Regions from separate parts of the Anas platyrhynchos genome. Here region 1 is linked to region 2. Evidence: chromatin contacts called from public Hi-C data. All regions are on one chromosome and are shown on one strand. Each heading gives the region's core, a stretch centred on a gene start, on an enhancer-like site or on the middle of the called end of the contact. The rest is flanking DNA. Distances are from core to core; before and after follow the strand shown.

What was found. Hi-C and Micro-C count contacts between places; a contact is called where the count stands out from the background.
Region 1: a Hi-C map of skeletal muscle shows a contact between it and region 2, with 2.3 times the contacts expected there. The contact joins two enhancer-like sites. A contact is called at or near these places in 2 of 8 Hi-C or Micro-C datasets (liver and skeletal muscle).

The regions. Positions count from the first base shown.
Region 1 is chr2:138,365,060-138,370,967 of IASCAAS_PekinDuck_T2T, reverse strand. No RefSeq gene overlaps it. Among named protein-coding and RNA genes, the nearest start is that of VIM, 13 kb to the right of the region's middle. Within about 2 kb of position 2,422, at least 5 of the 8 cell types and tissues checked have an H3K27ac peak or open chromatin away from gene starts, as enhancers often do.
Region 2 is chr2:138,297,947-138,304,257 of IASCAAS_PekinDuck_T2T, reverse strand. CUBN (cubilin) reads left to right here and starts at 1,238. Exons shown (of 67, transcript XM_005015103.6): 1 at 1,238-1,396; 2 at 1,576-1,705; 3 at 2,042-2,134; 4 at 3,136-3,174; 5 at 3,947-4,048; 6 at 4,984-5,087. The coding sequence starts at 1,278. Within about 2 kb of position 4,812, at least 3 of the 8 cell types and tissues checked have an H3K27ac peak or open chromatin away from gene starts, as enhancers often do.

The sequences.
Region 1 (5,908 bases), core at 1,173-3,672, 69 kb before region 2:
AGAAAAGAAAAAGAAAAAAAAAAAAAAAAAAAAGATTGAAAATTTATAAGCCACAAAGACACTTTTTGAGATACCTTATTAAACACTGAAAACTGCCTGCTGTCCTGCTGAAAATCCTCTTAAAACAAATTAAAAAAAGCAAACAAAAACACACACACACACAAAAACACAGTTCAATTAAAAAAGCCAGTGAGGGGAACTACTAAAATTTGACAGGAGTCATGTTCAAATGAGCAAACCAGAAAATATGGTCTCTGTCATACGAGAAGTAAATCTCCAGTGAGCTGGATCACATACCAGCTCAAGAGGTAAATTGCTAATAAAAAAAACCCACTTTCATACACATCCAAAACATAATGCCTATAAGAAATTCAGTGCAGCTTCAAGTGAGACAGTGAAGAGTTAGAACTCAGTGAAGATAAGCCACAGGAAAAATACGGCATGGCTACAGTTCATTAAGAATAAGGTCAGGGAGCCCCAGATGAAGGTCAATCTCAAACTGAAGAGGTTTTGGAACAAATCGATGCATTGACAGGTAAGAAAAATATGGAATGGCAACCACTAAATAGGTCTGAAGTGCGTCAATGTGAAAGTACTAATTGCTAGTTGCACTCCAGAGTCAGAGGAATCATCAATGGCCAGTAAAATTTCAGACTATAAAAAGTCTCCAGGACAATGCTGAAGTCTATAGAGCAGTAAATTTAACATTTTCACCTTGCAAATTCAGAAGAAACTGTAAAAGCAGCTATACTGGGTAGGATTCCACACACATTTTTTCCTGAGGACGTCATGCCTCAAGAATCTGGTGGAAATGTCTATAGGATTTTACAAGCTTTGTGGGTAAGGCAGATGGAAGATTTTGTCAGAAGCTTTTGAAAAATGATCACTGCAGATTGCTAAGGAATTGAGAAGGAATATCCTCCCTATTTTAAGTTAGAAAGTAGGAAACAAGACAGAAACAGGGAAAGTAGGAAACAAGAAATAACGGACAGCCTTCACTATGGAAGGAAGTTGTCACTGCACTCCCACAAGCACTGGACATTGGACTTTGCCATTCAATATATTCCTCAGTGATCTAGCAAAGAACAAACAGCAGGTTGACAAAGTTTTCAGCTGGTACAAAATTAAGAGCAGTCTGTGTTAATGCCAAGCTCAAAGTTGCAGAAGGATATCACAGTCCTGGCTGACTGGGTGATCAAACTGAATGAAAATTTAATGTCAAAGACTGCAAAGAATGGGCAAAAAATAACTCTGTGAAGTTAGAATTCTGAATTAGCTATTAGAAATAGATCTTTGAGTCAGTGTGGATAACTTTCTGAAAATGTCAGCCCAGTACTGAGCAATGATCAAAACTCCAAACGCGATATTTTTACTTACCTTGAAAGCAACTGAGCACAAAGCAGGAGTTCCCATTATGTCACTCTGTGTTGCTTCAATGCATGTGTCTTAAAGATTACTTGTTGTCTTGGTCACCTTGTTTTAAGTAGGTTATAGCAGAACTAAAATATGAAGAAAGATGAGGATTATTAGGGTTCCTAGATGAGGGCTCCTAGATGAGAAGACACTTAGGTGTTAGAAACATGCAAGAGCTACTAGAGAAATCTGTCAAATGAGGGGTGGCATGCAGGGACTGAATGCAGAGTGAATATTTACTAAGTTTCCTAACACATAAACATCTGGAATAAATAACAATAACAATAATAACAATAATATAAAATAAAACATCAGTCAGTTCAGACAGTGAGGATAAAATCATCCAAAGAAGATGTTTTTCCCTGGTACACTGTCAAAAAATGAAATGCAGGATGATAGTAGCCAGAAATATTAAAGGATTCAAAATAGATGAGACAAGTTCATCAATTGTCTGGATGAAGTCACTGGCTCAAAAACTTCCTGAATTTGTTTTCAGGAAAATGAAGGATATTCCAGGGATTGAGACCCTGTTTCTTGTGCCCTTTTCTTCAGCAAATACTATAACAAATGAGGTGGATAGTTGGTCTGACCTGCTATGGCTGTTCACTTTAGAGCTGTGGCCTTTACTTGCACTCCCATCTGTCAGGTCACCACTGTATATGGATCCTTTTCATGACCAGCCAGTGTAATTCAATGATTAATATTGTGTACTCCACGGTACAAAAGAGATATTTACAGCTGGAGCAAGTCCAGCCTAGGGCCACAAGGACAGGGAAGGGCTTGAAGCACCTGACATACAAGAAGAGGACAAGTTCAGCCCGGAGAAAAGAAAGCTCAGGGGGAAAATGTTGTGAGGGGACATGTCTGGTACAGCTGACCAAATGGGCCAAAGGAATATTCCATTCTGTATATCATCATGCCCAGCAATAAAATCTGTGATAAAGACAGAAGAGGGATTTGGGCTTCCAATGTGGCCATTGCACAGAGACTGAATGAGCATCGACCTGCCTGTGGGGGGTGCTGTATGATTTCCTTTGCCTTGCTTCTAGTTTTTCCCCGTCCTTCACGTATTAAACCGTCTTTATCTCAACCCATAATTTTTCTTACTTTTGTTCTTCCTATTTTCTCCCCCTGTCCCAGAGAGTGAGGGAGAAAGCAGCTCTGTGGGTGCTTGGCTGCTGACTTCGTGCAATTTCCCACAGTTCTACATCCTGAAAGCGATTTCATTTTGTGTCTGCCACGTCTGAGACATCTTCAGCATCACCTCTCTCCCATTAGTGACCATACAATCCTGCACAGCACACTGCAGTAAGGGATCCATCAGACAGCAATGCTTGGACAGGCTGCCTTCCCCTTGCAGTTTGTGTAATCCACCACAGGGAGACAGCTGCAATACGTCTCTGAAAAAGAAATGGGCAGAAAGTCAGGCTGAGGAGTTCATATGGAAACTATTACGCACCATTGTGCAGAGATTTGGCTGCTATGGACTTGCCTTTTTGTGAAGCAGTGAGTTTGGTTGCTGCGGACCGGAGCCCAAAAGCAATTTTCACCTGTGGGCTCCTCACAGAGTAGCCAAGGCCCAAGGTGTGGCCTTGGGCTGGGTTGTGGAGGGGACAGCTCGCTAGAGCATCGCTTCCCTTATTGCCACTAAAGGGAAATGTGGATGAGCAATGCGATGTGCTATAGAGAAGGGCCCCACGGGTAAGGGGGCTCTATGTCATGTTGTAGAACTGGATTTTGTTCCCCCTTGTGCTACAGCTTTACTGTTGGAGGCAGGCAATTTCACCTGAACCATGCTTTTCACTGGTATCCCCTGAATCTTCAGTTTGTGAACTCGAGCTGAGATCCAGACTGTGAACGTACCCGGACCTGAAACCAATAAGTGTTTTCAAAGTATACAGTGCTGACTGACCTCACACCAGATCCCTGGGCTTAGTTTACACTCCTGAGCTTGACGGCTCTTCCTCACAGTCCCATGCGTGAAATGAGGAGACTGTAACCCACCTCACAGGGCTGTTGTTACCGCTCACTTCTGTCTGGTATGCTCACTGAATGGGACAAGGTCCATGAATTTGCAGCTGAAATCTGTAGCGCTCTGCATGAGCACAAAGAGACCAAATGAAGATTGAAAATGTAATTTTATTTTTGGCACTTCCTAGTTCTGCATGCATGACTGCACTCAAGCAAATGTCTGCTAAAGCGGTTCATTATATGCAAATGACTTCAAAAATTTCAGTAATACCCAGGCTTTCATTCCTTTCCCTAGTAAAAGGATTTGCAATTAAAATTTCTGATATTTACCTGTCATCAGTGAGATTCTCTATCCAGACACTCAGCCACTCATCTTCTCTAAATGTGAGCATTCACACCCCCAGGGCACCTCCCTTTCTACCCACTGGCATAAGCAAACCAGGCTCTGCAAGCCCTGGCCAGGAGCAGGAGCCTCCCCATGCCGGGTGTGCCCCAGCAGGATGTGATCTCCACATGGCACAGGTCCTGGGTGACAGCCACCAAACCCCCTATGGCAGGGACATCAGCTTTCTTGGTGCTCCACAGGTGCCTAAGGGCAACTAAGGCTAAGGGATATGTTTTAATTCTCTCATGGGAGAACATACCTGTCCCAAAGTGTCCCATAACCCACACCAGGTGCGTTTTACATGTGGAATTTTACAACTGCAAATAGGGTTTTGAGCATGAGCCCTACAAGTACCCAAATCACAGGCAGAATTGGGCATCCTGCCTGGTGTGGAGACCCCCATTGGGGAGCTTTCACACCAGGCAAGGTTCAGCAGGCTCCAATAGATGTCTTTTGGAAGATCTCTGTTCCTTCTGGCCACATGAAGCAAAATAAACTAAATACAAGGACTCAAGATTATCAAGATTTTCTGGAGGATTACTATTATTTACTCTGAGTACAGCTCACACACTTGGAGGCAGGCACCGTGCAAGGTTTCACAATGCAGTAAAAGCGACAGGCAAAATCGGTTCTGCCGGGGTTGACTGGAAAGGACACTGTCAGAAAGTCTTGTTAGAAATCAACATTTACCCCCCAAAATGATATTGCCTTTAGCAGTAACTTCTGTTACTTATCATACAGTGACCCAGGGACTTTCACTTGCAACAGCCTCTCAGCGAGGGAGGAAAATCAGCCCTTCGGTGCTGCTGCTCAGCTCACGGGAGCCGCTTCATGATGCCTGTTAGAGGGTAGGACAAGTGCACAGCCGCCAGTGGTGGCGAGCCAGCCCGTACTGCTGTCAGCTGAGGTTATTAGGATGTGAAATACAGGTCTGAGGTTAGCTGCTGGCTCAGCACTAAGGCACTTATATGCGAGCACAAGCCTGGCGTGCCCAGATCAGCCAGAAGTTTACACAGGCATCAGCAGCGCTCCTTTCTGCCGTGAGAATGCCCTCGCGCTTGCACACAGTACAGGCTTTGAAATAGTTTCCCGCAGTCTTCCTATCCCCTTGGCAACTAGGTTTTATTTTTATTTATTTTTTCTATTTATTCCAAGGATTGAAAGCTCTACCACATATTTCTCTGTGCCATGCGTAACCCTGAGCACAAAAGAGCCAGGAATAACTCCTTTGCTTCCCTGTCAGGGCTCAATACAGTCACTTCTTTTATCCAGGTGCTGAGGAAATCAAAGGCAACAGATAGCAATCAGCTGGGTAGCTGGCAGCAGGGGGAGAAGCAACATCTGAGAGACCACCACAATGCAGGTAACCTCCAGCAATAAGAGAGCATTTCAGAACCCACTCTGTGTTGCAGGTCCCTGCCCAGTGCCACCAGTAGCCCCCACTGTCCCCCTGTGCCAGCTCTTCCTGCTCACACACTGCTGGATGCCACTGTCCAGTGCTCCCTCAGTGCTGGAGCAGAAGTAGGGACTTTTCAGTACCCCAAACTGTCGGAGGCAGCAGATAAGCACCGTGCTGCACTCTTCTCCTTAAAGGTTGTAGGCACCAGTGTCTAGTAAGTGTTCAACATCAGCTATTGCACATCCCCAGCACTGCTACTGTCACAGAAGGCATCTCACATGAGAGCTCATTTGTGCTTTTTTATTGTTCTGGATGCTTGTATGTAGCAAAAAGCCCGGTGTCTGTAATCTCCGTGGCATAAGGAGGCTGGGTTCACTCACTTTTTAATGAGAATATGCCATTCACCACGCTGTTGTGCTCACAGCAAGCAGGGGCTGAAGCACAGCTCCAGGCATTCTCCTGAGAGTCACCTCTGACCCTTTTGCATGGAAGAATCAGCAGAACAAACACAGGACCAGCTGCAGGACTTTTCTGTCTGGTGAGCACCTGATGCACCAAAGCAGCCAGCCACATACCCCAGGCTACTGGATTTTGTACTTTTTTGCTGAGCATCAGCACAAGCAAATGTGACGCCCATCTACAAGAAGGGCCGGAGGGCTGACCCGGGGAACTACAGGCCTGTCAGTTTGACCTCAGTACCAGGGAAGCTCATGGAGCAGATCCTCTTGGGAGTCATCATG
Region 2 (6,311 bases), core at 3,563-6,062:
GCAAAAGCAAAGGATGGAGTCGCAGGGATTGTCACATAAAATGTGCACTTCTGGAGTGGAAGATGGGGCTGCAGAAACCCTGACATGTAGTAGGAGGCACAAGGACTGAGTACATGGAGTCCCAGTTGCAGCGTTGGTGTTGGGAACCATTATCTGGGAGGAAGAAACAAAAGGCCAAGACCTGAGCAGATAAGTCAAAAATGGGTGGGACATGGAACCTTCCAGAAGCAGCCTCCCCACGCCTGGAGGAGCAGCCACTGATATCAGTGCTTCTGGAGAGGCCACAGCTCGGAGCTCCGTCACCTTGTCACACACAGAGGTCACACCGTGAGGCGTGTGTCCAGGCCGGGCTCTGCAGGGGCAGGGGCCTAAGGAGCAGCGGTGGCCATGGCACTAAATTGGGTACAACACTTCTTTTGAGAAGGGTGCAGCTGAAGAGTAGAGGAAAATGGGGTCAAGATTCAAATTTTGGCTCTCAGAACATATGAATTTGCATTCTTTGATTATTTTTGAGCATTATCCAAATCCTTCCTTGGTCTTCTCCATTGTCTGTGGCTGGCCCTGAATTTGGGAGCCCCAGCATGTGCAGTGAAGACAGCCTCCATATGCCAAACAAAATGCAGTCCTCTTGGTGTGTGATCGTCTTCTCAGCATCTGGGGACTGAGTCATTTTTAAGTCAGAGCAACCATATTTGGATAAAATTGTGTTTTTCTGTTGCAATTCATGGGATGCTGTTTGGTACTGCTAACTTGTTTATGTCATCTGCCCAATGAATTACTGTCTGGAAGCTTCTCCTTCAATACAAATATTCCTTGCCAGCTACTGTGGTTTTTATATGTTATTATTTTTGGGTAATAATCTAGGTCTTTTAGTGCTGCCAAATAATCTTTCCTTCTGCCATGTGGTGCAGCATGCGGGGACAGCGAAGCATTCCCATAGCAGCCAGCTATGCGTTACAAGTGTGCTCTGAGACACAGGGGGACTCAGCTGCTCAAAGGTCAGAGACATGATGATCCAACGCATTCAGATTTTAATTAAATACCTTTCAAAGCTCCTGCAGCCAAAGGAGAAAAACGCACCAAGTGTCTAGATTATTTGCACACTGTCAATCTTTAATTAAGATACTTGAGATAAAGATTACCCTTACTGGACAAGACAGCAGCATGGGCACCTTGTGAATAAAGAGCTGTGTGAGAGCAAAGGGCACCTGGGCTCTCAAAAGTACAATTCAGCACTAGAGGTTTCACTTCAACCTCAGGACAGCTGGAGGAGAGCAATGCTTTGGGCTGCTTCTGTTCCTGGGCTATTAGTTGCATTGTTATTACTTGCTGGATTGAGCTGTGAATCAAACCACTATGAAAAAAAGAGGCAGAAAAGAAACATTTATGATGAACAGTAAGTACCATTGCTATTATCAATTGCAAATGGATTTATTCATATGGTGGGGTTTAAGTGCCAGTAATGGGAACAGAATGACTTTACTGCATACATTTTCTACCTACTTTCTGGCAGATATGTGTAACTAAATGATCTTTTTTTTTTTTTTTTTTTTTTTTTTTCCCGTAATACAACAGGCCTCGTTTGTCCTCAGAACAGGGTAATCTAGTGTTCCACGCTGGCTCCAGCAAAAATATCGAATTTAGAACTGGACCACTGGGGAAAATAAAGCTTAATGAAGAAGATCTTGCAGAACTTTTTAGTCAGGTGATATAGTTACTTCTCCTTAATGTGTCTTCATTTCCAGTTTTGTACATTAGTACATTTCTTCAGAATTTTTCTTAGCAAATGTTTGATGTGTTTTGTATGATTGTTATTTTACATTTTTTTCTCTTAGCACTCTAATATGAATGCGAGCTATTGAGGACCTGTAAAGTAATCAATTTGTTACATAAAGTAATTAAAAGATTAAATTGTGCATGGAACAGACCTCTCTGTATTTAAAGAGACTTTATAATAGTAATGTTAAGCAAGAATAAAACTTTCCTAAGCTTTTAAAAAATCAAAGCTTGTTTTACATTTACCCTTTTTAAAAAAAATTAGGTGAGAGAAAGTAACGCAGAGATTCAAGAACTTAAGAAAGCCAGTGGTGTCTCTCAGAACGTGTCGCACCAGGTTTCTCTGCTGGCTTCCAAGGTGAGCTGCACCCTCGTGTATTCCACCAGCATTCTGTATTTTCCATTCCCCAGATTAACAGAGATACCTGATGCATTTCAGTATTTCTCGGCTTCGATTCAGGGAGCTGGGGCAGAGTCCATATTTAACATCAGCTCAGAGTCTGTTTAACATCAGAGATACTGAACCGGTATCTCTGGAGACAATGGAAATAGTCCTGTAATTCCCATAATTTCCAACGACCAGGATTCTTTTTCTGTTCACTGTCTCCATGGACTATGTCCTCTAACATTTATGGAAGTGAAATCTCACTAAGTTGAGGCTATGGACCAAATATGTTCTTATACATGTTACCTAGATATTCCACTGCATGGGTGAAATGGGATGTAGAGATTTACAGAGGAAAGAAAATACTGGCAAGGAACTTTTCCCAGATACTAAAGACTTTTCTCCAACAGAAGATGGAAATCCTTTAAGTGACTTCATTTAGGTGTCTTTTGTTAGAGTGCAGACATCATTTCATTATAGGAAAATATTTTATAGCCTGAGACCTCCAAGGGAAATTGTCCTAACATGTGTCTATGGTATTCCCTGATTCACCTTCTGCTTGCTATTTGTGGATCTAACCAACTGAGATATGTTGAAACCTTTCCTGGGCTTTCGGTGTATGCACTTCAGTCCTCAGTCCTTCAGATGGCTCATGAGCACCTGAGCAGTCCTGTTGGAATATTCATGTTCTTAAACACCCTAATGCATCTTCACAAGACTGTTTTTCTTTCTGTAGGCAAAACTGGACATATTCTTTTCATAAGCAGTGATTTTCTGAACTGCCTAAAGGACTTAAATCCCAGTGAATGGGACCTGATTTGAACCTGACTGTCACCTGGTTTCACACACAAGCTATACTCCAAAGAAAGCACTTTGTTAGCTTACTGGCATCCAGCATGCCAGCCCTGAGACCAACATGTACCTCTGCAGTGGCTCTCATGACAAGGACAACTTAATTTGCATTTCTCTTGCAGATCACAGATCTTGACAACAAACTTCAAAGCTTAGAGCAGGTGAGTAAATGGGAAAGAAAATGAAGATCAAAAAAGAAACATCTGACCCCAAGTAAGTAAGATAAGGTTACAATGATTAAATAGCTAAATGATTTCTTTCCTCTCACACACTGCTCAGGAAAACCTTTTCTGGTAACAGGAGGTTTAAAAAAAGCCAAGGTTTGTAAAGGAGGTGAAATACCCTCTTACAAAACATAAACTGTGTAGGAGCCTGCATTCCTTAAAGGAAAAACAATTGTAGACTGAAGAATAACAACTAGATACCAAGGAAAAATAAACTCTTCCTTCACTTATCTGTCAAGCCAAAGACTGAAGAATTTAAACGGGAGTTTGTGTTGTGCTGGAAATAGCTTATTTTCAACCATCAGCTGCTTCTCCATGAGCGTGTGACAAGCCACAGCTACTCCTGCCAGTAAAAGCAGTTGTCCGATGAGTCACCCATGAAATCAGGAAGATAAGATAACCAACTCTCCATCTAGACTCACTAACAGCCTGCCATTGAAGAACAGTTTCTATTAATATTTACATCTTACAGAGCTTCGCTCATCCTAGTGCTTGCAGCCAGTCATCCTGTGTAAGATCAATCATACTAAGTCATATTTTTGTACAGATGTGAATGAAAGAGCTCAAAAGTTTTGCAAATTAACCTTACTGAAAAAGATGAGAGGGAAAGAATGAAAAAAAAAAAACCTACAACTTTGTCTTGAAAATAAATGCTGATGAAAAACTAAATAAAAGGAAGCTAATTGCCTGCTCTCTTGCTGGGTTTCAGTCTCTCCAGAGGAAAGCCTGCAGCAGCAACCCCTGTGAGAACTCAGGGACCTGCGTGAACTCATTGGATGGTTTCTTTTGCCTCTGTCCCAGCAACTGGCAGGTGAGTCTATAGACTCCCTGAATGTGTGATGTGTGTTGTAACTGCAAGGATGTACCTGGCTAGTGCAATTGTGACAAAGCACACCATTTTAAAATTGTTCCGAATGGAGTAAGATATACTGAACAGCAAAACAACCACAACAGAGTCATCACTTAGTTTAAGTGCAACACATTTGCTTCTCAACAACACTGACATACACCAAGAAAATTGAAGCCCCAACCAGTGGGTCAGACCCTGCACTGCTATATGTGGGTGATGCCCCATGGAGTCAGTGATGCTTGGCAGTTTCCACAGCAGAGAATTAGTCTTTGCTTTTTGTTGAGCAGCGTGAACTGAACTGCATACCTTGCTGTTGAGCTTATGCAAGGGTATAGAGAGAATGAAGGAAGGGAATGGTGTTTATTGAAGTCCAAAGTAAAACAAATGGGGGTGTAAGTAACCAATCTCATTCTGGGTTTTTGAAATCCAAAGACCTTCTTGGCAAAGGCTTTAATGGTGTTGTTACATACATTTAAAGATGGAAAATTCCACCTTTTTCACAAAAACTCTCAGCCTGAAAATTGTCCCAGTGAGACTTGTGTCAAAATTGATGTAGTTTCAGTCCTAACAAAACAGCATCTCCTGATAAGAACAGTTCGAAAGAAAATTTTCGGAGCCTTTTGCTAGGGAGTTGGAAAGTAGTGGGACTGACAGTACTAAGCTGTCCATATGCTTTCTGCAGACATCTGAAATATTTTTCCCTCATCTGACTGATAGCCAGGGTCACAGAAACACAGCTGAACAATAGAGTGTTGTTATAATGTTTCATAAGAGAAGCTGTGTTGATAGCAGCCCGTGGTTTGTGTATGTTTGGAAACTATATTAAACATTGGCTCCATGGTTTGCTTCATTTCTCTGTTATTTGGAAAATAAACTGGTTTTCCATTTCATCTTAGGGCCTCCTCTGTTCAGTGGATGTTAATGAATGCCAGATTTATGCTGGAACGGCACTGGGCTGCCAGAATGGAGCCACTTGTGTGAACACACCCGGCAGCTACAGGTAACTTTTCAAAACTATACACAAAAATGCTGTATAAAACACTGCTATGTCTGTGCCATCTGCAGCACAAGTTCTAGTAACAAGTCTATGTAGTATCTATGCACTATATATCACCTCCTTTCAGTCTGAGAGGCCACAAAATCATTAGTACACTGTATAGATGAGCCCTCCGCAGGCACAGATGCCCTCCAAAGCCATCGCTTGCTTCAGCACAGGAGCAGAGCTTTTCCCCAGCAAACTCTTTGAGATGTTGGAAACTTCCTAAGCATGTGGACACCAGTGTTCAGTGGCACCCCCAGCATGCTGCATAACTCTTGGAAATGCCTTCACCTACTCCAGAAATACCAGCAGCACTGAGACTGGAGCAGCACAAGCAACACACAGTGCTGTCAGATAGAAAGGGAGGAGAAATGCTGCCTGCAGCAGACTGGCCAGAAGGGTGCTTGGGCACCACAGACACGAGATTCTTGGGGCTCACCCTTCTCCAGCTGTGCCCAGTCAGAGGGCAGTCCTTGTTCAGCTCCTTAAGAAACATGCTCCCGTTTACAAGGCAAGCCAGCCTGAACATCCTGAGTCTTATTTTCCATAGTGGCAAATAATCTGGTAAATAAATAACTTTCAGATATAATACAAAGCTCTCCCTGTGCAGTGGGAACAAGCAGGCTGGATAGCATGCCACAGCTTTCTTCAAAGCATCTTGTCTCCTGCTTCAGCATGAAAGCCTTAGCCCCCACAAATATTTGCTTGGTGTAACACTGCCTTACAGTGCTTTGTCAGTTCTTGGAGGAACTTCACAAAAGGGAAATTCTCATGCAGTGCTCCTCACACTTCAGCAGGAACACAGAACCTGTTGAGATGTTACTGTGTGTGTAAGGCTGCCTGACAGCTTTTCTTTGATTTTAAAGATCTTTATAGCTTGCTTGCAGCTGTCCTCAATGCAAGACATTCATCAAGGAAACACCATACAAAGCAGCCTGCCTTTACTTATTGTTTCTTACTGTGCTCTGCTATGTGGCATACAGGTGTGTGACTAAATTAAGGTTTGAGGGAACAAACCCTCTGCCTTTTTCTCAGCTACTTTCATTGTGTTTCTATGGTCATGATTCCTGAAGTTTGTTCCCCAGTGTAATTTTTACAAATTACACAATTACTTCAAAGAAACTAGAACCTCTTTGTAAGTCACAAACATTGTGATACTACTGCTTTTGCATTATGCCCTCAGGA